4 separate regions of the Sus scrofa genome follow, and all the other regions are linked to region 1. The links are chromatin contacts, called in public HiChIP or PLAC-seq maps. All regions are on one chromosome and are shown on one strand. Each heading gives the region's core, a stretch centred on a gene start, on an enhancer-like site or on the middle of the called end of the contact. The rest is flanking DNA. Distances are from core to core; before and after follow the strand shown. Region 1 has its middle 48 kb from the start of PIK3CG. Region 2 holds the start of CCDC71L (coiled-coil domain-containing protein 71L). Region 3 overlaps PIK3CG (phosphatidylinositol-4,5-bisphosphate 3-kinase catalytic subunit gamma). Region 4 has its middle 70 kb from the start of PIK3CG.

The links. HiChIP or PLAC-seq counts read pairs in DNA pulled down with a chosen protein or histone mark.
Region 2: an H3K27ac HiChIP or PLAC-seq map of alveolar macrophages shows a contact between it and region 1. The contact joins the promoter of CCDC71L here to the enhancer-like site in region 1. A contact is called at or near these places in 1 of 5 promoter capture datasets (liver), 8 of 47 Hi-C or Micro-C datasets (alveolar macrophages, embryonic fibroblasts, fibroblasts and 3 more) and 2 of 2 datasets of contacts at active chromatin or transcription factors (alveolar macrophages and skeletal muscle).
Region 3: a contact with region 1 is called in an H3K27ac HiChIP or PLAC-seq map of alveolar macrophages. The contact joins two enhancer-like sites. A contact is called at or near these places in 1 of 5 promoter capture datasets (liver), 7 of 47 Hi-C or Micro-C datasets (embryonic fibroblasts, epiblast stem cells, liver and 1 more) and 1 of 2 datasets of contacts at active chromatin or transcription factors (alveolar macrophages).
Region 4: a contact with region 1 is called in an H3K27ac HiChIP or PLAC-seq map of alveolar macrophages. The contact joins two enhancer-like sites. A contact is called at or near these places in 3 of 47 Hi-C or Micro-C datasets (alveolar macrophages, epiblast stem cells and heart right ventricle) and 2 of 2 datasets of contacts at active chromatin or transcription factors (alveolar macrophages and skeletal muscle).

The regions. Positions count from the first base shown.
Region 1 is chr9:106,655,657-106,658,970 of Sscrofa11.1, forward strand. No RefSeq gene overlaps it. Among named protein-coding and RNA genes, the nearest start is that of PIK3CG, 48 kb to the right of the region's middle. Within about 2 kb of position 1,770, at least 24 of the 83 cell types and tissues checked have an H3K27ac peak or open chromatin away from gene starts, as enhancers often do. A contact at or near this core is called in alveolar macrophages and retroperitoneal adipose tissue, where this site is marked.
Region 2 is chr9:106,544,061-106,547,249 of Sscrofa11.1, forward strand. It overlaps CCDC71L (coiled-coil domain-containing protein 71L), which reads right to left and starts at 1,264. Exons shown (of 1, transcript XM_021063516.1): 1 at 1-1,264. The coding sequence starts at 993. The coding sequence ends at 280. The region is part of intron 2 of LOC102163285 (a long non-coding RNA gene); the gene reads right to left.
Region 3 is chr9:106,743,385-106,746,835 of Sscrofa11.1, forward strand. It overlaps PIK3CG (phosphatidylinositol-4,5-bisphosphate 3-kinase catalytic subunit gamma), which reads left to right. Exons shown (of 11, transcript NM_213939.1): 11 at 1,051-1,736. The coding sequence ends at 1,329. Among named protein-coding and RNA genes, the nearest start is that of PIK3CG, 40 kb to the left of the region's middle. Within about 2 kb of position 1,432, at least 2 of the 83 cell types and tissues checked have an H3K27ac peak or open chromatin away from gene starts, as enhancers often do. A contact at or near this core is called in alveolar macrophages, where this site is marked.
Region 4 is chr9:106,773,302-106,776,480 of Sscrofa11.1, forward strand. No RefSeq gene overlaps it. Among named protein-coding and RNA genes, the nearest start is that of PIK3CG, 70 kb to the left of the region's middle. Within about 2 kb of position 1,685, at least 15 of the 83 cell types and tissues checked have an H3K27ac peak or open chromatin away from gene starts, as enhancers often do. A contact at or near this core is called in alveolar macrophages, where this site is marked.

The sequences.
Region 1 (3,314 bases), core at 520-3,019:
GGTTCCCAGGCCAGGGGTTGAATCGGAGCTGTAGCCACCGGCCTACGCCAGAGCCACAGCAACGCGGGATCCGAGCCAAGTCTGCAACCTACACCACAGCTCACGGCAACGCCGGATCGTTAACCCACTGAGCAAGGGCAGGGACCGAACCCGCAACCTCATGGTTCCTAGTCGGATTCGTTAACCACTGCGCCACGGCGGGAACTCAGAAAAAATCAACTACTTAACTAAAGAAAAGTATGGTGAAAAAGGGTGGGAAAGCAGGTGATTAGGATATAGCCTACTGGTACATTTCAGAAGGTTTTTATGAGTAGGATTTGATTAATCATTGCCAGACCTTAGGAGGACAAACAAAAGTAACTTTATATAAAGGCAGGAAAGAGGTGCTTTGTAACCAAGTCCCGTGAGGCGTTTGAATGAATTCTCACTGGGGTTGTGATCCCTGGAGAAATCGTCAAGGAAAGAATTTATGTCCTTCATCCTGGATAGTTCTTACTGCCAATGGTGAGAGGTTTTGATCCAGATGAGATGGCCTCTGGCAGTCCCCACCATCAGGTGACTCTAGGATTAAGAATGGTTCCATACCTTTCACAGGGCCCACCTGACATGTCAGTGCTTCAGAGCTACAGTGCTTGCAGAATTATCACAGTTACTGAGTGGGATTATTGTGCCTCATTAAACATTAAATATATCTAAAGAATGGCACTGCATAAACATACTATGGGCTTGTAGCATCTTAACTGGATCTAATCATCACATCCCAGAAATCTAAAATCTAATATAGACAATTAGGTTTAGTAGAAGAAGAGGGAAATGAAAGCTTATGACCGGGACAGTTATAAGAAAGAGGCTTATTAAAAGTGAATGTGGGAGTTCCCCCCGTGGTTCAGCGGTAACAAACCCAACTAGTATCTATGAGGACATGGGTTCTGGCCCTACTCAGTGGGTTAAGAAACTGGCGTTGCTGTGAGAGCTTTGGTACGGGTCACAGACTTGGCTCAGATTTGGCATTGCTGTGGCTGTGTCTGTGGCGTAGGCTGGCAGCTGCAGCTCTGATTCGACCACTAGCCTGGGAATTTTCATATGCTGCAGGTATGCCCCTGCAAAGACCACCCTCAAAAATAAATAAATAAATACATAAATACATAAATAAATAAATAAATATGAATGCAGTGGGAAAGACACTATTTATCTGTCTCTAGTCCTAACAAACGGTAGTGTTCTTGGTATCAGCTATTTTCCCACCTGTCCAGTAGGTGTCAGTGTAAGACAGTGTTCCTAGAACTGACGAAGCTTTAAACGAGAAACAAAAAATAGACTATGAAGTTATAAAAGAAAGATGTAATAAAGATGGGGCTACAAAAATTCCACATAAGATTTTAAATGACATTATTTAAAAATAGGCTGACCTAAACAAAAATTCCTCATGGGTGAGATGACAGAGTTGGACAAGGGGGGGCTCAGAAGACCCCATCTGGCTTTCAGATTCCTTGTGAAGTCAGCAGGAATTCCTGCTCTGAATGCATCCAGCAGAACTCAGCATTGCTGTAAGAGCTGGTCACTATTAACTAGTACAAGAACCAATGAACAGCCAGCCAGACCCTTTAAAAAAAAAAGAGAGAGAGAGAGAGATACTTCCCTGCTTCTCAGAGATTTACCAGATAAAACAGAAATCCTATAATCCACAGAAATAGATCATTACAAGGATTATAAAAGTGAACCAAGGAAAAAGGGGAAACGAAGGTCATATGAGCAGTGTGTAGAATATGTTGAGTCATGCAGGGTGTGCTGCCTGGAGTTGTCCTTTGACCTGGAATGGAAGAGAAGAGAGCCACAAAACCAGGGCTCCACCTGAGCCCCGCCCTTCTGCTCTACATGCAATTTTCCTCCTCCGAATATGAATGAATGCACTTTATACTCTGATAAAGGGCAAGCAATAAATAACATTAAAAAGAATTATTTTTTTAATTCACTCTATAAAGGTACTATTGATATGATAAAGGAAAAATAAGGGGAAAGGGCATATCTACTGAGTACCTCACACACAGAGTATGTCATATGATCCTTACCAAAATCCTGAGATACACTGAAGCACTATGCTGTACACCAGAAGCTAACAACACGGTAAATCAACTAGACTTCAATTTTTTAAAAAAATCCTGAGATGTAAGCGATATTGTTCTTATTTTTAGATAACGGATCCAAGGCTCACTAAAGTTACATAACTTGCCTGAGATTACAATAGCTAATACTGATGAGCAAGTACTCTGCACCAGATATGTAAATGCACCAGCAACAATCCTATGAAAAAAGTTACTATGTGTTCATTTTGCAGAACAGGACATTAAGTCTCACAGAAAAGAAGTTCTTGCTTCCCCAAGGTCACAGAGCTCCGAATTAGTCCAGCTGAAATTCAAACTCACGGGCTGCATGTGGGTTCTCTGGAGAGCAGACTGAAATGGAATGAAGGCTGCAGTGTTTATTGCGGAATGCCTTAGGATTAGCACCTGTGGAAGGAAGGCATGAAAGCAGGACTGGGAGGCCCATGTGAATTGCTGGGCCCTGGGCCAAATAGCTAGGCTTATATACACCTGCCATAATCCGTCATTGGCTGTGGACATGGCCTAGGCAGCTGAGGCAGACCCTGAGGGGCTAGCAGCTGACAAGCATCTGCTGATCACACCCCTTTCTGGAAAGGACATCTGGGCAGCCCCTCCACGTTCCTCGCACCCTGTCTGTGTCTTAGCCCAGTTCACATTTTTTGGCTACAGCATGATGGTCGAGGCCAGAAGGGAGACAGGAGACCTTGATGGAATTTTCATCGTGGGGCTGCTGCTGATGAGGCCGGGCCCCAGCTTCTCACCCCTTAGATGCTTCAAACAGCATCAGCAGAAGTCGAGAAAGGGGTGGAGGCTGACAGCGCTGACTCAACAGCAGGGTCAGTCATTAAATGATTGTTGTTGATTGACACCATCTAGGTAGCTTAGAAAGGGAGGTTCCAACCCACTCACAGACCCGATAGTTGGTCTGGGCACTTCCGTGGTATAGGAACATCTGATCACCGGCTGCTTGCCCCTCACTCCCTGCAGATGCCACTGAGATGGCAAAGCCACCCAGTGTGCCCAGCACTGGCCTGGCCTGCTGCCTGCCTGCCTGCCCCGCCTGAGGTGAGTAGGCTGGTTTCCCTTTGGAAATAGAGCCGCCTGTGCTACTTCAAGCAATGACCATAGCAAAATGCCACCCTGAGTGGCCAGAAATTCTCATACTTCTACTTGAATTCAGAGAACAGCTGACTTGACAGAAGGCAGAAAGCG
Region 2 (3,189 bases), core at 14-2,513, 110 kb before region 1:
TGTCTCAGTCCGGGGTAAGGAAGCATAGGGCCCTCCCCTGCGGGTCCGGCTGTCTCCTCCTCCGCAGCCCGGGCGCCAGGAGGCAGCGGAGGGCACACCTGTCCCTGAGCCCCAGACGGCGGCGCCGCGAGGCCGGGAAAAGCATCCGGTGACTTCTTTGCCCGTAAAGTGCACGAGGGGACGGGGTCCTGGCCGGATCTGTAAACACTCGACTGACACTTGTCCATCCCTCCAGGCGGAAGCCCCGTCCCTGGCCGGGAAGCCGTCGCGGGCTGCGTTTCACGCCCGGGGCACGGGGAAGCGGCGGAGCCTCACCACGGGTTCCAGGTTCACTCGCAGGACTTGGCTTGCCCGGCGCCGCGCCGCCGCCAGGCTGCGCTCGCCCCACACGTCGCCGCCGACGCGAATGGTGGGAAAGGTGGTCAGCGTCGGGGTGGCCGCCCTCCAGATCTCCTCCAGGGTGCGGCCCCCGAAGCAGGGCCCGGGCGCCGCGGGCTTGGCAGGGCAGCTCTCCTCGGGGGCCGGCAGCGGCGACAGCGGCGGCGGTGGCGGGGGCTTCCTCCGGCGGGCGGCGGGCGCCCGGGCTCCGCGGCGCCTCCTCCTGGCCGCCGCACTCGGTGCTGGCCTGCGTGTCCGGCCGCGGGCAGCGGGGGGTCCCGGGGGGTCGGGGACCAGGGCCCGGCAGGAGGAGTAGCCGTAGACGTCCTTGCTGCGCAGGATATGCGGGGAGAACTGGTGCTTAAGGCTGCAGAGGAAGCTCCAGAGCTCCGCGTCCGAGCTCATGAACTCCGTGCTGCGGGGCATGAACAGCTTGAAGGCGTCGCCCAGCGCCTTGGTGCTGTCGGCCAGCGACAGTTGAGACCGCGAGTATACCACCTTCTCCTCCCGCGCCTCCAGCTCGGGCCCTGCTCCCGCCCTAAAGCCGCCGCCCCGGGCGGCCGCGGCCGGGGCTGCCGGGGGCCGGCGCCGCCGCCTCTTCACGCTGCGCCGCATCGGAGGCCGCTCGCGGCCGCCCGCGTTCGCCGGGTCGCGCCGCCGCCGTCGTCCCCGCCCGCGTTCGGCTCTGCGGCGGCGGCCGCCGCTGGCGCCTCCCCGGCCGGCGCGTCTCTCGTTACTTTTCTCGCCGCCTCCGCCCCTCCCCCTCCGAGGGCGGAGGACGCGGGTGAAGATCCTGCCGCCCGGTACAAGATGGCGGCCGGCGCCCACCCCTGGGCTTTGTCATTGGACGGCGCCTCGCCCCCCTGGTTTCTCTTTCTTCTCCTCTCTTGCCTCCTTTCGCCCTCTGCCTTTCTTTAAATGTGCCCGCCTCAGGCTCCTCCCACTGCAGCCCCGACTCCACCCATTGGGTGCTCTCAGAAGAGGGGCGGGGACTAATGGGGGAGAGGCCAGTTCCTGGAAGATGGTGCTGGAGTGGGTGATGGTGGTGGCCCTTGAACGCGAGTCAACAGTTGGGTGGTTATATGAGGTGGGGGCCCTTGACTAGAGTGAAGGGTGGACATCAGCTCCACCTTGGGGAGAGTCACTCTCAGAGTGAGTGGGTGTGCATTTGTGGATTGAGCTGGGGGGGTCTACCAGTCGGAAATAACAAAGGGAGACCTACCCAAAAGCTGTGGTTTTTATCAGAGAAAGGGAATTTGGGTCTAGGTGTAGAGGGAATGGGCCTTTCACAGTTCCATTCTAAACCTTCATTTGGCTCTTTTGCATGTTCATCAACTCTTCCCACTTTGGACCCAAGCAACACTAGCAATCCAGAATCAAGTAGGCAATATGGACAGTGTAAGTGGCATTGTCTCCCTCTAGACAATGGAACCATCTTCACATTTAAGAGATACTCCACTTAATAGGAAAACAAAGCCTCTTATAGCCATAGAACTAAACACTCTGCTCAAGTTGATCAAAGATCATTTACAACAAAGCCATTCTCCTTACAGAAAATACCATTTTTAAATACAGTTTTTTTCTAAATGAGTACACTTCACTTTTCATTTAGTTTTAATATGTCCCTCTGCAGCACCATCTCTATCATTGAGAAGGAATGCAGCATCACAATCAAAAAGGTTCTGTTGAAGGGAACATTAAGAAGCCATTAACTTTTGTATTTGAGAGGAGGGGATTACGAATGTTTGTAGAGTAGTGGGCAGTTTTTAGTCCTCTTTTCTATCCTCAATATTTAGTTCAGTGTCTGTCAGATAGTGGGCAGTCCACCTTGAGTTTATCAATGAAATACCACTGATAGTTTAAAATGATATGAGAAAGAAGGATATATTGAAATCACTAAGAACAAGGATAATTTTATAGTTTCTATTTTACACTGCAATTTTCTCCTAACTCCATTAAATTTTTAAGGTTAAAAAAAAATCTCCTAATGCTTAGAACTCTGAGGTAGGCATGCAAATTTTACCCTTCAGTGAGCATCATATTTTGCAGTGGAGAACTGATAACAGCAGAGCTTTGTGACTTGCACACAGCTGCTAATGGTTCCCTTGAATTTGAGCTGAAAGATACCTAGTTCAATCTCCTTATTTCACAGATGAGGAAATTTGGTCACACAGAGGTTCAGTAATACCAGTTCTTGATCAGGACTAAGTCTTTGGATTCCTAATCTAGTGATCTTTATATGTCACTGGAGGTTTTTCAAATTGTGCTGCTCAAACAGGTTCAATAGAAAATGCTTTATGCAAGAGTGGGGTGATCAAGGGACAGAGCTGTACCCCTCTATCTGCTTCCACTCCTCCCCAAATTGAACAGTTTTTTAATCTGTCCTATATTGGATTTACAGATGATGTTTTCTTTGAACCAGACTTTGTTTTCATTTCAAAAATTAAAAACATATATATTTTAAAAGTTGCTTCTCTACACCAGAGCACTCTCTCCACACAGTGGGTCTACAGCAAAAACAAAACTTCCTCCCAAGAGACCAGTTCTCAACCTACCAAAATCATGGTAATTCTCTGAAGAGAAAATCATTTTCCTAGGAAAGCATACCCTTATCTCAGAACAAGATTATGGAGCCAATTACCAGCTTCCTAAATCCTTATAAAGAAGTGATATTACAACAACTCTTTATGTCACAATTCGTTCTCTTGGTAATTCTGGGAACACATACTAACATGAAATTTGTATAACTTCCATTGGAATGCCCCTGCAAGATAGACGTAGAAAATCTCACAGAGTAAGCCAGCAGAATGG
Region 3 (3,451 bases), core at 182-2,681, 87 kb after region 1:
ATATTAAGGTTGGGCTATTCTCATGTGGCAAAATTGAAACCCTTTCAGTTTTTTTCTTCACATTAGAACATTTTAATTGAAATGAGCAAGCCTGTTGCTTAAGAAGTGGACTCAACTCACATGTATCACTTACTCCAAGGCTTTTAGAAGAGGCATCAGACACTGCCTTGTTGAAAGCCCTCTCTCACTCAGTATTCAAATTTATATTGAATTTTCAAAGATCATTAACAATTTTGAGAGTCAGACAATGAAAAGCTAATTCATCTATTACCTTAGAGTAGGTCACATTGTAAAATAAATATGAAAACCAGCTAAATTTCAAACGCCCTGTTTCCAGCTCTTTTTTGGATTCCATTAGCTCTTGGCAAACATTATTTATGCTTACATAAGGTTTATTGATTCCAGTAGGAGGTGTTCAAAAACTGACTCCCAGCCTAAAGAAATGTCCACCCTCAATTCCCTAGGAAAGGAACCAAAGTAAAAAAAAAGGAGAGTAAAAAAGATGAAACGGTGTATCAGTTAGTTTTCCTTGAGCACACCCTGGAGGTGTACCACCACAGTGCAGTGCTTCAGAGATTATAACAGCAGTTTATGTTCCTAGTCAAGTGCTTCATTGGAGACAGGGGACCTTCCTGGCTTGTCATGATCTCCTCTCAGGGACAGGATAATGCCATGTAAATTCCAAAACAGCCCACTGGTCTTCAGGCTACTTTGTTGTTGGTGTTTTGTTTTGTTTTTTGTTTTTGTCTTTTTTTGCCATTTCTTGGGCTGTGCCCGTGGCATATGGAGGTTCCCATGCTAGGGGTCCAGTCAGAGCTGTAGCCGCCAGCCTGTGCCAGAACCACAGCAACTTGGGATCTGAGCCACATCTGCAACCTACACCACAGCTCACGGCAACGCCGGATCCTTAACCCACTGAGCAAGGCCAGGGATCGAACCCACAACCTCATGGTTCCTATTTGGATTCGTTAATCACGGCACCACGACGGGAACTCCCAGGCTACTTTGTTACAGTGACAACAGTTAACAGCGTTCCTTCCTTTTATCCAGGATGTCTGCGTCAAGGCTTACCTAGCCCTTCGTCATCACACAAACCTACTGATCATCCTCTTCTCCATGATGCTGATGACAGGAATGCCCCAGTTAACCAGCAAAGAAGACATTGAATACATTCGGGATGCCCTCACAGTGGGCAAAAGTGAGGAGGATGCTAAAAAGTATTTTCTGGATCAGATTGAAGTTTGCAGAGACAAAGGATGGACCGTGCAGTTTAACTGGTTCTTACATCTTGTTCTTGGCATCAAACAAGGGGAGAAGCATTCCGCGTAATACTTTGGGCTAGAGTTTAAAACAAGTTAGTGTTCTAATGCTTTACGTCAGCAGGACAGTCATCGAACTTGATGTCATGTAGTGGGACATTATGAAAGCTGGCACTTGAGAAATATAGCTCTTCCCCTAACTGAACTCTTCACTGGAGAAAAACCTTGGCATGTTTAAGTAATGTTCAGTGTTAGGCTTATTTGCATGTTTGTTTTTTCTCATGTGCCCCCTCAGTCATGTTGGAGACTGTTCTAAATTTAAGTGGCCTAATGACCTCTGAAGTTTCAACTTTCTTGGTACTGAGTGCTTCTGAAATTCTTTACAATAATTGGTAACATCTATTGTCAGCTGGGTATCCTCTCAATTTTGGTTATCCTTGGGTTTCTCAAACTCCTTACAGGAAAAAAAAAAAAAAACTGTGATCATTGTAACCATGCCTCATTCCTTAGAGAATGCTTCCCCAAAATCCCCTGCACATCTGCAGATGTGAGGGATGTGCCAGCAAAGCGAGCTTGTCTTTTCAGGGTCTTCTGCAGTTAGCTTCCGATACCACTGAGACTCACGAACACGAAATGGAAAATCTGAATCTTTGTGCCCTGGCCTTTCTCTGCTGGTCTGGTTCCAGGGAACATTTGTCTCAGCTCTGCCCACAGAGTGAAGAACCATCAAGTACAATTGGGCTAGACCTTCGCCAGCACAGAAACAGCAAGTAACGAAGGGACTCATGCAGGGCCTTTCTATTCCCCACCCCCCTTGTACCCTGCTTCCCTCTTTCCCAGTTGCCCACAACTCTTTACTCAGAATCGTGACATCTTCAGAAACACCTTTACCCCAGAATTCAAAAATTAGTTGAAAAGGAATTTCTCCTCTCGGGATACTAGAATTTTAGGTACTTATTTGTAAGGATGTTTTTTGTTGTGTGTTGTTTCTAAAGCTTGTTATTAAAGGAGACATCCTAGAAAATGTGGTTTAGCTTCCAGATGCCTTAATTTTAAATTTTGGCCTGAGCAGTTTTCACTTCCTTCTTTAATGGAAGAAGATATGTGATGTGTAAAAAGTACTCCAAGTTGGGAGGAACACTACTTGCCCTGCCCATCCTGCATTTTACAGGACTTTTACACTCCGGCGCAGTCTTCAGATTTCCTAAAAAAGTTGAAACGTCTGCTTTGAAAACTCCTTTCATCTCTTAAATGTTTCCCTATTTATTGGAAGTGTTTAACAGAGAAAGATCATTAAAGTATTTATAAAATATTTTTAATTACCTAGAGGTAATACTTTGCATAGAAATAAGTTAGTGATGTCTATGTTTAAGTAGAATTAGATATAAATATATATATTTAATCTTTAAATGTTCGAATTGAGATCTGTTTGATTCTGGTGTAGCCAAAACCTTTCTTTTCGAGTATGCAAAAGCCCAATGATTCTTCACCTTGCTGCACATCAGAATCACCAGGGATACTTTAAAAAAATACCCTGCCTGAGTGTCCACCTCGGGTTGTAATTAATTTGTTTGGGATGAGGCCCAGACATTAGTGTTTTTCTAATTACTCCAATTGATTCTAATCTGCAGCCAGGGTTTGAAAGTCCCACATGGCCTTTGAAGATGTAGGTAACACTGCCTCCTTGCCCACTGTGCCTTTCTCCACCTCCTAAGGTATCTAGAAAGAGCTCCTCTTCCTTGCTAACTCATCCTTTTAAATCACCGTATGTCCCCCTGTACAGAGAACCATGCCTATAATGAAATGTTTACACCACTGTTAATGGTAGACATGTTATAGCATTTTTCAACCAACTATTGCCCCTCATTCTTTTGAAGTACAGAAAGAATGGTGCTTTCCAATTCAGAAGAGGATTTTTCATTATTCTCATAAAGCATAGCCAAGCTCAGATCTTGCACAGATTCCACTTTTTATTTGAATTGCAGAAATAATCACCTTAATGATAAAAGAACTATAGAAGAATGTGTTTATAGCTTATTGAACATGTGTGTACAAATTAGCTCGTCCAATGAACACATTCTTTCAGTATGCTGATTTTACATATATATATATAAGCCCATATATACATATGATGGGCTTGATTCTTCCCTATTGCAATGAAGGTACGATTTTATAGACATGCAAAAAAAACC
Region 4 (3,179 bases), core at 435-2,934, 120 kb after region 1:
AGGGAATTACTCAAGAAAAACAGACCTGCTGTAGGGGCCGCCACCCCCATCACCTGCCTCGACCTTTGACACAACAAAAACAAAATGATGCCCCTTTCTCCTGCCAGTGGCAGGGAGGGGAGAGGAGGTGGGAGCACGAAGGTGATGGGACATGTTGCCTGGGACAGGGAGAGCAGTGGGGATTTCCTGGGCTGGGCTAACACCCCCAGGACAGAGGAAACATTAGGGGCCCTCTGAGGAAGCTGGGGTGTTATATAGGGTCACAGAGGAAGCTACAGTCCAGGCTTCATTTCCTCTCCATGCGTCTCAGCTGCAGCCTTTGGCACCACATTGCCACCTGGGCCACCCTGAGAGGGCTCTCCCCAGCCCTTGGCTCCCTGGGCCCCAATGCACTGGCCCTACTCCCTTGCTGGCTTCACTTTTTCCTGGCCATCTGTTCTCCCATCGTTTGAACCCCCCAAAAGAACCAAGGACCCCAAGGAATCCAGTCACCACGGCTCACTGTGCTTTTTGTCCCTTTGTTAGGAAAACAAAAAACAAAAAACAAACCTCTGTCCCCCCATCCAGTTTGGCAGCCCCATGTTGACCAGGGTTTACTCACCGACAGGTTTGCTCCTGACTCCTTGGTGTCAGTCCCACAACTTCAGCAACAGAGATGAGTTCAGATCCCCTGGCGAGATGCTAAACGCTCCTGAGGAAAAGGGGGCTTGGAGGCTCCGCCACGATAAGCGGATGAACATTTTTATCGCACTTCGCAATTTACAGTGTCCTTCCGTGACTACATTATTTTATCGGAGCTTCACAACAGCCGCATAAGGGAGGTTGCTCGGATTTAAAATGTGGAGTTAAAAGGTCAAATAACTTGTCCATCAATCGAAACTGATGAGAGACGGTCCTGGCGCCTAAGCCCGCTTGTTGAGACTACTTCCCCTACCCAAATACTGGAACCCATGAGGATGGCTCTGGGCAGGCGAGACCCTCCTGCCCCGGGAAAAGCAGTCTGTAGCCTCGGAGCCAGGGGAGCAGGAACAGCGGCCATCAGAGCGAAAAAGAAGTCCTATGAACGCCTCCAAGGAAGGCCCGCTGGGTCCGAGAGCCCCCTGCTCCTGAAGCCCATGTCCCCTCCATGAACAGAAGACTGCATCTTGCTGCCTGTAAGCGGTTTCCTTCGAGGTGAGGGAGGAGCGACGCCAACTCCACGCCCCCAGCGTGAGGCACGCGAGAACCACCTGGAGACCTCATTAGGCATGCGCATTGCCTGCACCGCCTGGGATTTCCGCCTCCTCAGGTGATTCCGCTGCCTTGGGATGATGCAGACCTAGACTGGCGGCTCCAGGTGACCAGAATGAATGAGACAGACCTGGGTTGATAAGGAACATGGGTCACAAAAGAGGGGTATTCTGAAACTGAACAGGGGCGCTGTCACCTTTTCTCTTTTCTCCACTCTTTCCCCAAACCATTCCCTTTTAACTTGCATTTCTGAGTCCTTCAGTTATATATAGTTTGATCAAGGCTCTAACCGTTTGCCAAACGCCACTGCCCAGCCTGGAGTCTCAGTGCCCAAGAAGTGTCTCCCATCTATTCTGACAAAGGTCCTCCAGTTCCAAAGCATCACTCCCTGATGGAGAGACGTGGCAAGGGGAGGGGTGACTGGCCAGGCCAAGGACCCGCAGCATGAGATGAGGAAGTGTCTGCACCAGGATACCAGCTCAGCACTTCCGGCCGGAGACCGAGCAGCCTTCTAGAGTCACTTCCACTCACTCATTCATTAGCTTTCCTTTCAAGTGCTTATCTAATGAACTCTCTGAGCCAAGCATCTCCCAGACACCCACTGCTTCCTGCCTCCCTGGGATTAAGCCAGTAGCCCCTTAATCCAGCACCACAGTCAGAAGCACCCCAGAACCTAGGACACAGCTTAATCATAACTCCCACTCCCACTCCCCAGAGGCCCATGCCCAGACCTGGTCACAGGGGCAGGAAGACCAGATGGGGTCTTATTTAATGTGGGAACAGCGTTCTCTAGGCAGCATATGCAATACAGAGGGAGAGGGTAGACTTCCCCATAACCTGCTTCAATTATCCTCACAACAACCTGTGAGAAAATAACCATTATCTCTGTTTTCACATCTTGACAGAATCCCAAGGAAGACTCATACCCAGAACGTAGGAGGCAATAAAAGCAAAAGTATTTGTACACAAGCCTCAGGCTCAGGGGAAGAGAGAGGCTGACTGCTTGCCAGTGACAAATCTGGGCAGAGAAGTAGGCGCTACAGAAATCCCCCAACCCCTGATGCCAACTAAACCTGAGAGAGACTATTATTCAGCCATAAAAAGAATGAACTGCTGAGTCATAGTACAACATGGATGGCCCTTGTAAACTTTATGCTAGGAGAAAGCTGCCTGTCCACAACGGCCACGTATGCAGGATTCCATTTATATGAAGTGGCTGGAATAGGCAAGTCCATGGAGACAGGAGATTTCTGGTGGCTGGGGCCGAGATGGGAGGCAGGGGGGAGGGGGGATGCTGTGTGAATGCTAATAGATTGAGAAAAACGTTCTGGAATTAGATGGTAGTTGATGGTTGCACACTCTTGCGAAAACTTTAAAAACCACTTGCAGAGGAGTAAGTTAGGAGGGTGGAATTAACATACACACACTGCTATATACAAAATAGATAAACAGCAAGGACCTGCTGTATAGCCCAGGGAATTATATTCAATATCTTTTAATAAGCTTAATGGAAAAGAATCTGAAGGATAGTTGATGACAGATAATGTATAAGTGAATCATTTTGCAGTACACCTGAAACGAACACAACATTGTTTTAAAAAAAGGCTTTTAAAAACCCACTGAATTGTACACATTTTATGGTATGTGAATTACATCTCGAAAAATTAAAAAACAAACAAAAAAAAACCAAAGGCGAAGGGCTTCAAAATCTCAAAACCCGAAAGCTGCCCTGCATTCCCTGGGGCTCTTAGAGGAGCATAACTTGAGCATAACTCCTAAAAGGTCTCTCAACCAACAAGGCGCAGAGGCAAAGCATAAGCCAAAGTTCATCAGGCTCTACCTGCCTTTCTTCCACCCAATGTCAAGTTCAGTCAGTCCCCTAACTCATCAGCAATGCTTGTCAGCTCAGCCTGGGTGCTCCCCTCCTGACATCTCGAGCAGGCCTTTTG